2 separate regions of the Mus musculus genome follow, and region 1 is linked to region 2. Evidence: chromatin contacts called from public HiChIP or PLAC-seq data. All regions are on one chromosome and are shown on one strand. The core of a region is the stretch at or near the end of the contact, and the rest is flanking DNA. Distances in the headings are between cores, read along the strand shown. Region 1 has its middle 55 kb from the start of 1700067G17Rik. Region 2 has its middle 14 kb from the start of Spp2.

Evidence for each region. HiChIP or PLAC-seq counts read pairs in DNA pulled down with a chosen protein or histone mark.
Region 1: a contact with region 2 is called in a FOXA1 HiChIP or PLAC-seq map of pancreatic cancer cells. The contact joins two enhancer-like sites. A contact is called at or near these places in 10 of 39 promoter capture datasets (the 3T3-L1 cell line, cranial neural crest, embryonic stem cells and 4 more), 1 of 115 datasets of contacts at active chromatin or transcription factors (pancreatic cancer cells) and 1 of 9 other capture datasets (liver).

What each region holds. Positions count from the first base shown.
Region 1 is chr1:88,958,316-88,963,457 of GRCm38.p6, forward strand. No RefSeq gene overlaps it. Among named protein-coding and RNA genes, the nearest start is that of 1700067G17Rik, 55 kb to the right of the region's middle. Within about 2 kb of position 1,611, at least 14 of the 459 cell types and tissues checked have an H3K27ac peak or open chromatin away from gene starts, as enhancers often do. A contact at or near this core is called in pancreatic cancer cells, where this site is marked.
Region 2 is chr1:88,390,061-88,395,758 of GRCm38.p6, forward strand. No RefSeq gene overlaps it. Among named protein-coding and RNA genes, the nearest start is that of Spp2, 14 kb to the right of the region's middle. Within about 2 kb of position 3,786, at least 6 of the 459 cell types and tissues checked have an H3K27ac peak or open chromatin away from gene starts, as enhancers often do. A contact at or near this core is called in pancreatic cancer cells, where this site is marked.

The sequences.
Region 1 (5,142 bases), core at 361-2,860, 570 kb after region 2:
TTGGCTGGTGGGTCAGAGACTTGGAAAGAGTGTAATTAGAAAATTGATGAGAACGACATCTGGAGAAGAAGGATATGGCTAGATCTCTCCAAATGGCCAAAGGAAGTGATGATACTTGTGTCCCTGTAAGTGATCACTGAAAGGTGACTTCAGCAGAGGAGGAGCTCAGTAATCAAGTGGATAAGATGACCTGTGGGCAGTCAGCCTCTTTCCCCAGACATGCCTGTCATTGTCCAATGGGCCATGAACAAAGTAGTCAGGGTGGCAGAGATGGAGGTGTGTGGGGGCTCAACAACATGGAGTTTCACTCATCAAGACTTTCCTAGCTACAGCTGCTGCTGAGTGCCAGATCGGCCACTAGCAGAGGCCAAGACTGAACCCCAGATGTGACACCATTTCCTGGGGTTATATAGTACAGACACCAAGACCCCTCCCCCCGAAGGGGACGCTCAGTCTAAAACTTTGAGTACTATATTTCTTAACTTCCTTCTTTCCCCTCCTTCTTCTTTCTCCCCCTCTCCCTTTCTATCCAGTCCTTCAGCAAATCCTATCACACAGGGGAGCCTGGTCTCATGCATCTCTAGTGCCTGACTCCACTGTCACCCTGCGTCAAGTACCCATCACATCTTGCCCAAATCCTCCCCCTTCCTCCTCCTTGCACCATCTCTATCCCCAGCTCTCCAGTTGTCTCCCCACATGGCTGTCATAATGTCTCGTTCTCCCATAAGAGCCTAGCCATGACAAGATCTGTTTCAAAGATCCCTGTCTCCTATCAAACTCATAATCACCTTCCAGAGGTCTGCTAATCCCTCTCCAGCAAGTTCTAAGCCTCCTTCCCCTTTTTTCCTGGTCCACCTCTCTTCTGTTACAGACCCCTTGGCTGTGCTGGTGAGTCCAGGCACACATCTCAAATGTCCACTGTATTCTCCTGTCATGCCACCCTCCTCCTCATACAACCTCTCTCCCACTGTCCACGTAGCTCCTTGCTTCCTGAGCCACCACAGAGAGCCCAGAAGCCCATTGGCTCGCACAGAGTTCTATAACGTCAAAGCTCAGGCCTGCCGTGCCCAGGGTTTACCATTACACTGAACTGTGCCCTCTACCACTGGCCATTGACTATCATGTCCAGGAAAGACTATTCACATATGAGTGAGTGGTACCACTTGAGGATTCTTCCTCACTCTTTCCCAAAAGTAAAATGTTTGGTCACACTAGAACTGAAGTCACAGATGGTTATGAGCCACCATGGAGGTGCTGGTACCAAACCCAGGTCCTCTGCAAGAGAAGCAAGTGCTCTTCATCACTAGTCTGTCTCTCCAGCCCCCAAAGTCAACAAGTTTTGATGAATATTGGAGTGAACTGGGAAGAGTCCCAGTTGCCAGCACTGTCTGGGGAACTTTATCAGTGAGTACAGTCTGAGTCAAGTTCATCGTCTGAATGATGTGTCAGAGCACCTAACACAAGCTACTTGTTTTTCTCTTTGGCTCTCAGGACTTCTGAGAAATCCCCTTTGGATATTGTCACAGCTCTGTGGCTCAGAGGCAGCCCTCAAGTGCCTTTCTCCGGCAGGGCTCTGCTGTCAGGAATAATGAATGGGTGGTTGGGAGAGGAGCGAGTTTATTTGGCTAAGTGCTGGAGTCCCTAAGAGCAGATGACAAAGTGTTGCCCTCTGCCTGGGGGCAAGGTCTTTGGCTGAGGGCAGCCTTGGCTACGTTAATAAAGTGTATTCAGGAAGATGACTCTCCAGACAGGGACAGGAAGAGGTCATCTGAGAACTTTGGAGGTAGCAAAGCATGCCAAAAACTAGCTATTGAACGCACCCTGAAAAGCCCAAACGTATGTTTTTATAACCACCGAAAGGTGGAAGTACTGTTTCTAAGACACAAATCAATAATACATCATTTTCAGCCAACGATCCATAGCGTATGAATGTCAAAATCCAGAGGTGTGGGAGGCGTCAGAAGAAGTGGGAGTTTTCGTTCCCACAGAAGATTTCCATCCCCGGCTGGGGAAGCTGACACGCTCCATGTGCAGATCGCGCTGCCCACTTCTTAGTAACATGGGCAATGGAGAGTGAAATTGAGAAACCCTTCTGAGTGTCCATGGGTGACCCAGTGAGGGACTAGCCACCAAGCCCTTCTTAAAGCACAGAGTAGAATTTGTACCCCCTAACACAGATGACCTGTATACTTCCAGATGCTAAGAGTAAGTACGCATGAGCACAGAAGTGTAGGGGCAGGGTGGGGGGTGCTCTAGGCCGCAGAGTTCTAACTCGCCTGACTCCATCTGTCTTTATTCTATACAGATGACCTGACCAGAAAGCTTGGCTCTGGGTGTACGTGCTCATTCACACTTAAACAAAGCAACATTTCATGTATGTGTGTGTGTGTATACATATACATATACATATATATATATGATCACTAGCATTAAGAGGGAACATTTTATACATATATGTTGTATTCTTATAAATGTATATAGGCACACATCTCTACATTTAGTATATACATGTTTATGTATGTATATGTGTACACACATACAGATATATGGGGAAATGAATTTATTTGTAGTTTTAGAACTGGGAAAAGAAGAATTATTCACCTCTCCATCGTGACTACGATGACGTCATAACTCATAGAGGAAGCAGAGAAAAGCCAGTAAACACACAGATGCAGTGTCAACAGCCATGGGACATCCCAGGGTGGTCTTTGTGCTTCTTCCAAGTGTTGGGGCTCCTGGCCTCAGAGTCATTTCCTCCTACAGACTAGGACCCTAGTCCCTAGAGCCCCTTGCTTGTTCTGTGGGTCTGAGAAATTTGGGAAGCTGTACCATCTGGTTATCCAGCTACCATTGAATTAACATGTGGGCTCCACACAAGAGCACCTGATGCACATCAGTGGAAAAAGGAGACACCGCCTGGGCCCAGAAGACACACCGGTAAGCAGACCACATGCAGGAGCCAAGGTGGGGGAGACCTACCTGCCCTCTGCATCCATTTATATAAGACAAGAAGCATTCTGGGATTTCTTCAGCTGAGTCTCTACTTTACCCAGGCATTCTTGACACTTTCCCCTAGTCTCTGGATGAACCTTTTTCTTCAGAGTCATGGCCAATTAAGTCGTTCTATGCAATGGTCTCATATAGTGGGGGATGGGTGTGCCCCTTGGTCATTCTCATCCCAGTGTAAAGAAAGGGCCTCTTTCTTCCAAAAACTGAACAACAAAAGGCACTTAGAAAAAAGTGGCCCTTTAAGTTTGGGTCACATGTATGACCCTAGCATCAGGGACAATGACAGAACTACCCATTTAAGGACAGTCTGGGCTATATAGCAAGACTATTATCTCAAACACACACACACACACACACACACACACACACACAAAACTAACCACCAAGAACAAAAGGAGTGGTCATTCAGTTATGTTTTCCTGGAGTCCAGTGTGGATGTGACAGCCAGCACCTCAGGCCAAATGCTGCAGGACTGGGACAGACCTTAACAACAAGGGTGGAACTGATTTGCCTATGAAGCAGGCTCCATTCTGTCAGGAGACCACAGTTACAAGTCTTCTGCTGCAATCCCAGTCCCAGAGAAAGCATATTACTGCACATACAATGAATGGGAGTGGGGGTGGCGGGGAGTTGAAAACAAGTTAGGGATCATCTCGAAAGTTCCAAGTTAATTCTTTCCTGGAGTCTGATTTCTGTGGATTCTTGTCATCTGGAATGTCAAGAACTGCACTTGAGCTATCCAGTTGTCATTGTCTTCATGTTGTTTGTGGTGATAACGTCTTCAGGATGCTTTGCATGCATGCAGCAGAACTGCAGACTGTGAAGACTACAGAAATAACTGCGTCTCTTCTTACGAAGAGCACAAGCACAGTTGACTACTTCATAAACATACTTTGACCTTCAGCTCTATTTCATATGTTCAGGAATAGTACAATTGGGTGCGGGGAACATCTTTAAAATGGCCTCCATATCCTACGTATACACTGAAATCTCAGTCTCTTATGAGTGTGTGCACACGCTGTGTAAGTTTGGATGCATCTATGCTGCATCATGCGTGCAGAGGTCAGAGACAACCGTGGGTGTCCACTTTCACCTACTACATTCTTTGAGAAAGAGTCTCTTGGTTGCTCACCTCTGCATACACCAGTTTAACTGGCCCACGAAATGCCAAGGGTTCTCCCATCTTCCCATTTCCACCTTGTCACAGAAGCACTGGGACTTCAGATGGCCACTACCACACCGGGCTTTTTCATGGGTACTGGGGATTAGAACTTAGGTTCTCATCTTTTTTTTTTTTTTTTTTTTTTGGCAAGCTCTTTCCCCACTGAGCCCTCTCTCGGTCCCTGAAATCTTATTTTCATATTCATTCTGAAGCAAAGAAGAGTAAACTAAGATCGCTGTGATGGTTTCTGCCTGGCCTGGCTGTTCCCGGATTCTTGGCACCTTGGTCAAAGAATCGAAGACGCATGGTATAAATAGCAAAGTAGCCAGGAGTTTGAAAGTCTAGAGGGAGTGCATCAAAGGGAACAGCGGGCCCTACGCAAGCAGGCAGCTCAGGAGCATCTGCTCACTGCCCGGGGTCTCCTTTTGGAGGCAGGAGGAAAAGAAGCTTTTGTTAGAGGTAGGTGGTAGGTGGCTTTCTGATTTGATTGACAGGCTGTGCAAGCCTTTATTCAGTGCAACTGATTTTAATCATATGTGCGCTAAATGCTGCATAGTCAGAGATGGTACATAGATTTTTGGTTTGGGTTTTTTTTTTCCCCCAATAAAAGTTTCCTCAGAGGTCATAGTTAACCTAATTATACATGCATCCAGAAGTAGTCTAGACTTGACTGGTACACTGTCCCTACTTTCAGGATCCATTTAGTCCCAAAAGGCAAGTTGCTAAAACACTAGGGAGCTATTAGGGCTGAGCAGCCAGTTGCTCTCTTGGGTGCAGGATGTACTTGTAGCTCCATACCAGGATCCTAGATTTCTATGTGCCTTGTGGAGAAGGGGATGTTGGTGGCTCAAGCTGGGTCCTAGCTTGTTAAACCCTTCCTACCTACCTGCCCCAAGATTCTTCCATAGTGACTGACAAGAGAGGTCGCCTGTATTCTCCAGCAATACATAGAGTACTTATGTCAGCGATCT
Region 2 (5,698 bases), core at 2,536-5,035:
TTTTTAAATGTTTGCCCACTGTTTTATTTATTTATTTTATTTATTTATTTTTATTTTTTGAGAAGAAAACATTTAACTAGCTTTTTAAAAAAATTTTCCCAATTTTATTAGGTATTTTCTTCATTTACATTTCAAATGCTATCTCGAAAGTCCCCCATACCCTCCCCCCCTCCCCTACCCACCCACTCCCACTTCTTGGCCCTGGCGTTCCCCTGTACTGGGGCATATAAACTTTGCAAGTCCAAGGGGCGTCTCTTTCCAGTGATGGCCGACTAGGCCATCTTCTGCTACATATGCAGCCAGAGACAAGAGCTCTGGGGCTACTGGTTAGTTCATATTGTTGTTCCACCTATAGGGTTGCAAACTCCTTTAGCTCCTTGGGTACTTTCTCTAGCTCCCGACTTTTAAAGCCATCCTGGCCTCATAGGTCTCTAACTCACTGGGGTTTCAGAAGCAGAGAGTGGATGGAACACATTTGCATAATGAAAATGGCCAACAGGTGGAAAGTTGAACATTTCACTGTTAGTGAGAGCATTTCACTTCCATTTTACCCTGATGACCAAGGTGCTTGCCATGTCTGAAACCACCAGGAGGAAGGGTCTGGCCTCTACATAGGGACTTGTAAAAAATGAAATGTAAGACAGCACACTGACTGTTCAGACAGAAAAACAGTCAGAGCCTCACCTTCAACTCAAGTAAGGAACTGGACTAGAAGAAGCAAACAAGACTTAGCCTAGTCTATCTGCCAACCCCCACTTAATCAGAGTGTTCACATGTTCATATTTCCACACCATGTCTCCACCAGCTTAAGAAAACAGTCTCTGTACATGGAATGTTCCTGTTGACCCTGAAGAAGAGTTAGACGATGCTTAGAATTTGCTTACATGGTTAATCTACAGGATGTGTGCTCCTGTGACGTCACTATTTCTAACGTAGCTCCTGAAAAGAGCTCATTTGTCAAGTCAAAGGTGCTGCATCTGTTGGTCTGGTTCTAACCATCTGTAGACTTGTCCCCAGAGACTCCTGCATCATGGCGTCAGTGTGAGCACATTAAACCATGGAGGAATTGTCATGTTTATGTGTGGCATTCTAGTGAGAGTAAAAAAATAAAAGTCACTCTTTGCTGAGTTATGGTCATTCCTAAAGGGGTTTGAGTTACTGGGATGATAACCGGCCCACGCTGAGTGCACGCAGAAACAGGTAAACTGCAGCCACAGTCGGCATCCAGGGATTTAGATACTATGGTCCACTTTTTGGTAAGTGTATTAACTACTTCTCTGTTATTGTGACAAAACACCATGATCAAAAGTAACCTCTAGAAGAGTTTCTTCGGGCTATGGTTCTAGAGGGATGAGAGTCTGTCATGGTGAGGAGGCAGGGCAGCGGGCATGGTGACAGGAGCTGCAAGTTCACATCTTGAACCGTATACACAATTCAGTGAGAGCAAACTGGGAGCATGGAGGGAATTTCAATCTCAGAGTGGACCTGTACTTTCTCCATCAAGACCACACGCCTCCCCCAAATATCACCAGCTGGAGACCAAGAGTTCAAAGCCACCACAGTAGGTGTCACTTGTGTAGGCACCCATCTGTCACCTAAAGGTGTTTAGCTTCACTGATTCAGAGCCACATGCCCCATTATGTCACCAGTGTTTTGAGAGGTTACAGGGGTTCAGATGTAGGCTTCTCAGCAGCCTAGCAGATTACCCTGGGCTAACGGCTTTCTTTCATCCTCAAACACACTCTGCCAGAGAGCCACCTGTGCCCAGCATGGGACTGGAGCTGCTGGATATAGCTATGACCCTGCTAGCATTCCTGAGTCCTTCTGCTTCTAAGGGACGTTCCACCCCCATCCCAGGAGGAATCAGGCAAATGTATCCTGATCCACCTGCTTCTTTGTGGTCCACGGGTCATGTGGTTGTCATGAAGGAGACGTAGCACTCCTGAGACCACTCCTGAGATGACCCAGACACTCAGAAGCCTCTGTACCACTAAAAGGAGCAAGTGGTGGAGAAATGGAAGAAGAGGAGAAGCAGAGGAATGGGGCACAATGAAGAGAGGCAGGAACTAGAGTCTTGAGGGCAGCGAGGAACAGCCTGATGTGAGTAGTTGGCAATGTTACCCAGGACCATGGTGGGGTCATGGCCTGTGCTGCAACCGGGGAGGGGCACATATCTGGGTCTATGGCTCTGCAGCAGTAGGGGGTCTGTTATCACCAAAGGCCGGGCAGATAGATGTCCCTGGTCTGGGCTATCATTCTGAGACATGTTGATGTCTGACGGCTTTGCAGAACGGGCTCCACTCCTCACCTGAGCATTGTGGGAGAGCTGGCCCTTGGGAGTATGAGAGTGGGTAAACTGGCCCTGCCTCTAGCCAGCTGTAGTACTCGGAGTATGGCCCACACACTGAGAGTGAGATAGCCCCCAGGATGCAAGCATAAGCCCTGCTGTTTGTCTCCTGTATGGTGACATGGATGAGAGAGAGAGATAACCCTTTCCCCTGCCTTCCTTCTCACCACCTGCAGCAGGCAACAGACCTGGCCCTGAGATCATTAGAGCAGACGAGTTCTGTCTGTCCCTTACCAGCTGTAGCATTCGAGAGTGCAGGCACTGCACCTTGCCAGGGCACAACAGTAGAGCTGATCTTGGCAGTAGATGGGTGTGTGTGTGTGTGTGTGTGTGTGTGTGTGTGTGTGTGTGTGTGTGTGAAACTGAGTGTGTGAGCTTAGGAGATCTGGCTCCACAACTTGTCTGCCTTGCAGTGACGTGGGTGGGTGAGTGGGAGTATCACCCCTGAGTCCATACCATCTATGGCAGGCAGGAGAATTGGCCCGAGGTCATCAAAGCAGGAGGGCTGTCCCTGCCTCTCAGTTGCTATAGCTCTCTGGAGAGCAGGCCCTGCATCTCACTTGAAGAGCACAGTAGAGCTGGCCCTGTATAGGGTTGCAGGTGAGCCAATACCATGGGTGTGAGTATGGGAGAACCGGCCCTGCCTCTTGTCTACTGGACAGTGGTGCAGATGAGGGATGTGGGAGAGACACCCTCCTCTTCTCCTTCACCCCTCACTATCTATGGTGGGCAGGAAAGACAGTCCCAGGGTCATAAGAGTGGGAGAATTGACCATGTCCTTCACCAACTACAACACTCAGGAGAGTGGGTCCTGCGTCTCACTGGGGCAACAGAGCAGAGCTGGCCTTGGTTGCAGGGGTTGGTGGTGGTGAGATGCCCTGAGGGCATGATAATAGAAGAGCCTTTGAGCTGACCAGCTCATATACCTCTCAGATCCAAGGTTTTGAAAGGGCTCATCCCAACATGTACCCCATCAGTGAACGGCTGGAGTGCATGAAGGGGCTGGTCCTACAGGTTCAAAACTACAGGATCTCCATGACACAGGGCAACAACAGTGAATCCGAGAGGAGTCCCAGCGAGGGTCCAGTATTGATAGACTAGCAGAAGCCAGAGGCCTCACACCAGACAGATGAGTCATTGCGATGAACATTTGCAAACAAAGAAGTGTGGACAAAAGGGTGAACTGTGGGACACACTGTGACACACCACAGCTTCCACAGAAAGAATTTTTTCTCTGTTCGGGGGAAGGTTTCAAGGGTAGAGGGCAGGTATGAGGGGAGGGGGAGATGAGTGGGATTAGGTGCATAGTGTGAAATTCACAACGAACCAATTAAAAGTAGAAGGAAAAAAACAAAACCAAAACCAAAGACAGTATCCAGATCTGGGCTGAATTAAGGCTCAGGCAAGAGTACTTGCCCAGTATGTCCAGTATGCATGAGATCCCAGGTTGGCCTCTACCACTGCATTCATACATGCACAGCACACGCAGATCAGGAGAGCACACAGAATTTTCTAGAACATGGCCACGTTGTGCCAGGCAATGAGGTCCTACCTATGTCTGCATCATGCTGAGAGACATGTCCCTAGGACTCAGGGTGGAGGCTGACTTCTCCTCATCAGTGGATCACCACTGATTGCACCCAGTGTCCTAATTCATGGTATTGGGGATTCAGTAGCCCTGCCTTATCTCTGTAGGCTCATTGTGTGACATCCCCTGCCTATCTCACTTCAGGGCAGCTGCCTGGGCATAAAAATCATGGTAGTTGCCTTAGAGTCCTCTTGCCCTATGCTCAGTAGCATGTCCTCCTAGGAGGAGCTGACCACTACCCACGCAAGTGCTCCATACCCTGGGAAGACCAAGCTGCTAGTGCTGCACTACCTCCTTGTAGATTTCCCTCTCCTTTGTTTCATATCTTGGGGGATCTTCTAGAAGAAACTGTAGAGACTCTCTCAGTGATGGGGCAAGTTGCCTTCACTGGGAGCTTCTCTGATGAGGAGATCATGCAAGTAGCCTGTGTTGATTTTCTTGTCTGTAGAATGGCCTCCTTTCCTTGGAGGGGTGAGAAGATTAGATGAGGTAGCCTGGGAGGCTCTGAAATCTCAGCATGGCACTTTGTGCATAGCTCATGTCCCCATTCCTTACTTCTATCAGCCTTTACTATCCCTCCTACCTGAAGTCTCTGACCCCCCCCCACACACACACACACACAAAACCCTGCATGCTTCTGCCAGAGTCCAACTTTAGAGTCACTCCCTCCAAGCAGCCTGTCTTGAGAACTTCTGCCTGCAGAGCAGCCTCTGGTACCTCTGTCTTGTGGAACCTCCCTAATGCCTTTACTCATGGTACCCATACCTCATGCTAAATGAAAACTTCAGCACCTTGACAGACCTATAACCCATTCCCCATCTGCCGTCCTGGTTGGGAGGCTGTGGTTATTGGTCCTCAATATATTCTGTTTAGACTGCCCCTCCCCCTGGAGGGCTGTGGAGTTCTTGAGGGAGAGCCATCATCCAGCTGGCTTGTTCTGTTCTTTCTGTATGGACACTGCAGGCACCCAGTAAGGATTGCGTGCTTGAACAGCACCATTCTTCAGCATGCCCTGGGATGCCCCCAGGCCCTTGTTCCTTCTCTCTCTCTCTCTCTCTCTCTCTCTCTCTCTCTCTCTCTCTCTCTCTCTCTCTCTCTCTCTCTCTCTCTCCCTCCCTCCCTCCCTTCTTCCCTCTTGCCTACTTGAAATATTTCTTAGCACATCCTATTTCCTTGTGTTTCCAGTCCATGAGTTCTTCCTCACATGAGGATGGAAGCAAGTCTGTGGATTTGATGACAACCCTGCCAGCCTGTCTGTGAGCTTTGTGATCACTGTGGATGGTCATGTGGTAAGGTTCTCTAGAACCAATGGAAAGTGTCTTTGGAATGGGATTTATTAAACTGAGAAGCCCCACAATAGGTTTGCAGTTTCACCCAGAGTCCTATCTTAGGAACCAGGGTTGAGAGGGCTCAAGTTCCAGTCTAGGGGCCAGGAGAGGTCAATGTTGAAGCAAGAGAGAAAGAGAGAGAGAGAGAGAGAGAGAGAGAGAGAGAGAGAGAGAGAGAGAGAGAGAGAGAACCACCTCTCTCTCTCTTCCTTCTCAGATCTTATAGGGATAGATGATGTCCTCCACCCCATGTCTCTACTGATTGTAGCAATGTATACACAAATCCTACCTGCAATACACTCCCAGACACCCAGAAATAGCACCTATCCAGTCAACTGGAAATAGAATAATCACCATCTCGGGTCTCTCTTTTCACTGGATCAGGTGCTTTTGCAAAATGAGGACCTGGACTTTTTCTCTTGACACATAGGTTGT